Linked DNA regions of Gossypium hirsutum: region 1 is linked to region 2. A link is a contact called in public Hi-C data. All regions are on one chromosome and are shown on one strand. The core of a region is the stretch at or near the end of the contact, and the rest is flanking DNA. Distances in the headings are between cores, read along the strand shown. Region 1 holds the start of LOC107886614 (spermidine synthase 1). Region 2 has its middle 12 kb from the start of LOC121220272.

Region 1 (2,864 bases), core at 191-2,690, 85 kb after region 2:
AAGGTAAAGCAGATACTTAAAAACATGAACCACAAACCCTGCTTACGTAATGCTAGACTTAAAGCATAACAAGAATCATTTACCAGCTTTTCTTTCACTTTTCACAACCAGTCAAAGACTTGGCCTGCTTTGGGAAGGAAGGCTTGAAAGATATGAAATGGCTGCAGAAGGTAAAACATATACTTAAAACAGAATCACTTAAACCAAAAAAAAAAAAGAAAATGAAGAAGCTAATTCCTTGTTCTTCAACATCAAATGTTGTAATTCTTTGAACATATTATTATTAGATGCATATACATATATACAAATCTGAGTACGAGTAACATAATATGGATACGATGAAGCATTGCACGAAATAGAACGTGCAAAACAGAATAATAAAACAAAATCGAAGTAGAAATCATTTTCTGAACGAAACTTAAATTTGCATTTCTTTTTTCATATAATTCTAGAATTTTCCTATCAACCAAACAGAGACTTAAAAAGAATCCATTATGATATAATACTCTTTAAGAATTGCATGAACAGTTAGTAAACGAGATAGTGACAAACAAACAGAAAAACACAGAATTTCGATCAAAAACCGAAAATTAAAAGAAAAAAAACACTTTGATAAAAAACAGCGAAACAAGCTTCGATCTGCTAAAAATACACTTAAAATCAAACAAAAAGCACGCACAGATCAGTGAGAGCAGAGGTGACATTTAACATAAACAGGGGCCAAAATCTTTCTAACTATGGACAAGAAACCGATTCACAAAACTATGGAGAAGAAAATATACCTTTCTAAAGCAAGTCTGTGAAGAAAGTCTGCCCAAGACAAGCCAAACAGTACAACCAAACTAGCAGAAAACCCAAGCAAGATCTCAGACAAAAACAAGCAGAAAATCCCCAAATCAATTTATAAAAAGAAGAAGAAATCAAGGGGGAAAAGGAGCCCGAAACCAAATCAAGGGAGAACGAAAGGGAGAAGGGAGAACGAACGGGAGAACGAAACCAGATCGGTGTAGAGAGGAGAAGGGAGAACAAGAGTGTAGAGAAGGGAGAACGCTGGAAAAATCGGAAAATGTCTTACTAATTCCAAATCGGTAAGACATTTTCCAAAATTAAAAGCTTCTTTTTCCCGTGTTTGTAATTGATTTTACGTGAGGAAAATATTTTCCTCCAATCAAACACTGAAAAATGGGGAAAATTAATTCCGAAAAATATTTTCCCCCTATCAAACCGACCCTAATTATTAATTAAGTAAAAAGGAGGAAGAAAATCACAACTTCACAAGTCACAATCTCAGTCCACACACAAAAGACGCGTCGTTTGCAAGCAGATTCTTCGTAATCCATATATGACGATATAAATTGAAATTTTGATTTTTCTTCCTCAAATATTCTTTTTTTTTCTGCTTTTTAATTTATATTATACTAATATATTATTTGGCGAAGGCCTAAACAGCCCAGCCCTTACAGCAACAGGCGTCTGGATGCTACTATAAAGCAAGACCAAAGACCAAGCTAGTGTGGCCTCTTTTTATCTTTCAGTGACCTGTATCCAGCCAACCCGAGATTTTCTATTTTCCGATTCTTTTTAGGTCTTTTTTCCCAATTTTTTTTGTATTTCTAAAACAGAAACAAATAGGTGTCTCAATGGCAGAAGAGAGCGGTGCCCCTGTAAGTTGTGCTGATTTGCCCGTTAAAAGGCCCAGGGAAGACGAAGAAAACGGGGTCTCTTCTGCTGCTGCTGCTGTTGCCATGGAAATGGAAGCTGATACCAATAATACTTCCAAGGAAGCTGATGGGATTTCCTCTGTTATTCCTGGATGGTTCTCTGAGATTAGCCCAATGTGGCCTGGTTCGTTTTTCAACTCTCCTAATTCCCCATTATTTCTCCTAATCTTTTCTTTACGTTTCCTTTTGGAGAAAAGAATGTAAAGTGTTGTTTTTTTTTCTTTCTCTGCTTCGATTCCAAAGAGGGCTTTTTTCTTAAATCTGGGTTTTTTTCCTTTATGATTTTCGATGCATGTTTTAATCTATTTATATTTTTTATGGTTATAGATTTGTTTTAGATTATGGGTGAACAAGTTTCTGTGCTTTTTATTTGGCTTTCAACTGATTTGAATGAAAAAAAAATTATTTTATTTTATTTTATTTTATTGTGCTTATTTTGATTGTGTAAGATATTGGTTCCATCTAAGGGCGTTACTTATTTTGATTGAATTCATGGGTTGGGTTCTTTTCAACTTCGTTCCCCCTTTTATTCGTCACTTCTGATGTGCGTTCTTATCTGATATTTTCTGTTTTTGGCTCTTCTTTAGGGAAAAAAGGGGTTCTCAAATGGTCCCATCTCCCATATTGAGGATGTTTTTATTTTGGACATCTCATGTAACTTGGTTGTCATTTCTGCTTGTGTAGTGGGTCTGTTTGTGATTCTTTATAGTGAAAAAGGAAAAGGAAAAAAAAAGCTTTATTTTTATATGTCTAACTTCTAGTTAACTACATTTTCATTGAATGTTAAGCGTTTACGCTTCTTTGTGCACATTTGCTTGTTTATATGATTGACATCTCGAAGTGCATACTGCTTGCATGTTGTCACTTGTGTGTATTTTTCTTATTTGGGAGTGTGTACTATTAGTTTAATAGCGACGTCTGATCTATATTCATTCATAATTCAATGTGTTAATCCATTGCTTCCAATTTTGATTCTTGGATTTATGGGTTCTTTCATAGTAGTTACTGTGAAAGTTGTGGAGTATGAGGCTGGTGTTACTTTTGCAAGTTAGGGTCTTTTTAGTGTGCACGGGGGTTTCCATGCAGTAGGCTTTGTAGGTTACTTGAAATTAAGAAAGATGTAAGGGAGGAAGTAGCATAATA
Region 2 (2,757 bases), core at 188-2,687:
AATGATATGGATATTCAATTTAAAAGATATTAACTGACATGAAAATAGCTTTGTACTTGAAATAATATATGAAATAATTGAAAATTGCACAACAGGAAGATTTGGACTACTAATATTGCTAAAAAATATAGAATTTAAAAATTGGTGAATATATGTAAATATCAAGGGTTAAATTTATTATTATATTTATATATAAATATCAAAACAAACATTTAGGTGCAATTTTAGAAGAATAATTGTTTTCTTCACTCTAATTTACCTTTTTTAATAGAAAAACTAAAATACAATTTGTGATATGGTATAGAGAGTTTTGTGGTATTTTTACAAAATTTTAAATATATTATGCCTCAACATAATAATCTATAATATCTATAACAATAATACTGAGTTTTCGAGAAATTTTTAAATTGTCAAAATTAAATCTAAGAAAAATAAATTTAAAAAATAAAAAATCAAATTAAATCGAAAACTGTGATACATTATCAAATAATGCTCAAGAGTTTGTTTTTTTTTTTGTTTGTTTGTCAAAATAAGTGAAGAAAAACCTAAAATCTAAATGGCACAATTGCAATAAATTGAACCGACCATAGAAAAAGAATAATAGAGGAGAGGCAAGTGCAGAAAAGAAAGTGAAAAAGAAGGCAATCAAACCCATGTTGAGGGACCCCCTCTCATATTTGCCGACCAAAAAAGAATAAAGGACAGCAGTCAGTGGAGGAGTTGGTTGCTACGCTTTGGTGGTAGGGGATAGATATATCATTTGACTTTGTCAGAGTTGGTTGTCGTGGAAACTTACTACTTTTGAATAATAATTAAAAATAAAATCGGCATCATCATCAACAGTTGCATGGCAAATGGATCTTTTCTTGCGTGTGATTCACCTGACTGCCAGTCTCTAATTTCTTGGAAGCTCATCATTTTAATTTGATGATGGACTTACAAAGTGTGAAAACCCCCGTGCCAAATTACGCCGCCCACGTAAACTCATCCATCCATCCATCCATCCATCCATCCATCACCTTCCTTCTTTTTGGGATTTTGACCGAACACCATCGGTTCTTTTCACAACCTGTATAAGTGGAATATTATTATTGTTATTAGGTACACAACCTAATTGGGGGTTTTTATTTTGATTACTTAAAAAATATCTTTTTAATTGAATTATTATTGTAAAAAAATATAATTTTAATCAATTAAACGTTAAATATTTAATGTTTGTTAAGGGTAATTGAGCAACTAATTTTTTTTAACATTGATAACTAAATTAAAAGGATATTTTTTAATAACCAAAATAAAAGAACTTGAAAAGTTAAAATAGTTATTACGGTGGACTCAATTCAACTTTCATCTTGCTTGCTTACCACACTTCAGATGTTGGTTTTCTAGAGCTAGCCGGCTACGTGTAAAACAATATACTTCACAAAATAATAAAAAAGAGCAATAAGCTGTAGACGTTGATATTTGCTACCTTATATTATGTGTACAAATATCTATACAGTGCCACCCATGCCCCATGCTTTACCAAAATTAAAGTTTACAGCATATATTCTATTTCTTTTCTCCATAAGGGAAAAAGTTCTCAAAAAAGAAAATCATATTTTAAAATTTTAAAAAAAATACCTCATTTGGTTATTTGATATATTAATACAAAGAAAACCTAATATTTACCTAAATATTAAAATACTTAGTATGAATTATAAACATGATATTACAAGAATGAGTAAAACTCAAAAAAAAAAAAAGTAAAAAAGTTTTTGTTTTTTGGTCATGAGATTTTCTATTAAAAAAAGGATAACAAGCAAGAAAAGGTTAAGTTTCATACAAGTGTTCAATTAATACAAGATAAATTAAAGGAACAATCAATAAGCTTGAAACCAATCTTACAAAAGTCAAACACAAAACTCAAAGAAGCAAATCTGCTTGTAATATACCATCTACGGTGAAGTCAATTTTTTTTTTTGATAAGAATTAAATTATATATTTTTATAAAAGTAAAAATCTAATTTTATTATTTTAATAGTTTATATTTTTATAATTTTAAAAGATTAAATTAATTTTTTATTATTTTAAGAGGGATTAAAGTATAATTTTATTATTACTAATTTAAAATTTTATAAATTATAAAAAAACCTAAATAGAAAATTTTTTATTTTAGGTGTTTGGCCGTACCAGGCCCCGACTTCTCCTCCGCATACCGTCGTTGCCAAAAGGAGTAAGGACGGAAACCCTCACTTATTTGAGCCACCGTGAACAGTTGATTAATCAATATAGAATGGTTTTTTCTCCTCTCAAACAAATATTGCACATTTAATATTTTAAAAATCAACATGTTTTTCTAAATAAAATAAAGGGAAAAAAATGGAGATGCGTTAGGAAGTTGAATTGTCAGATAAGACGTTGGTCGGATTCAAGTTGCCGAAATGAGATCTCAACCTCGATCTGCCATGGTTGCTATCTGTATCTATCTAAATAAATCAATTCAAGTAATTAAAACTCCTATTATCAAATTAAACTTTAATTAAAATCATTCTATTTTATGGTTCATCATAAAATTCAAAATTCTTTTTAATTTCTTCCTCTGAATTATTTTATTTCTCCCTCTTAAATTGAAAACCAAAATTCTACCAAACTTAAAACCAGAAAATTTATTGAAATTTCCATAGAAATTAATATGAGTAATTTTTTTTCAAAATTTTTGCCCTCTAACTTTACAAAAAAAAAATTAGCCTTCCATTTAATTTCCATCTCTTGTGGTAT

What was found. A called contact is a pair of places that touch in the nucleus more often than the background predicts.
Region 1: a contact with region 2 is called in a Hi-C map of leaf, with 1.7 times the contacts expected there. The contact joins the promoter of LOC107886614 here to the enhancer-like site in region 2. A contact is called at or near these places in 6 of 34 Hi-C or Micro-C datasets (cotyledon, leaf and seedling).

What each region holds. Positions count from the first base shown.
Region 1 is chrA03:99,550,055-99,552,918 of Gossypium_hirsutum_v2.1, forward strand. It overlaps LOC107886614 (spermidine synthase 1), which reads left to right and starts at 1,441. Exons shown (of 9, transcript XM_016810639.2): 1 at 1,441-1,845. The coding sequence starts at 1,641. LOC107886615 (a long non-coding RNA gene) reads right to left here and starts at 1,433. Exons shown (of 2, transcript XR_001680806.2): 1 at 783-1,433; 2 at 1-161.
Region 2 is chrA03:99,464,859-99,467,615 of Gossypium_hirsutum_v2.1, forward strand. No RefSeq gene overlaps it. Among protein-coding and RNA genes, the nearest start is that of LOC121220272, 12 kb to the right of the region's middle. Within about 2 kb of position 1,438, at least 5 of the 9 cell types and tissues checked have an H3K27ac peak or open chromatin away from gene starts, as enhancers often do. A contact at or near this core is called in cotyledon and leaf, where this site is marked.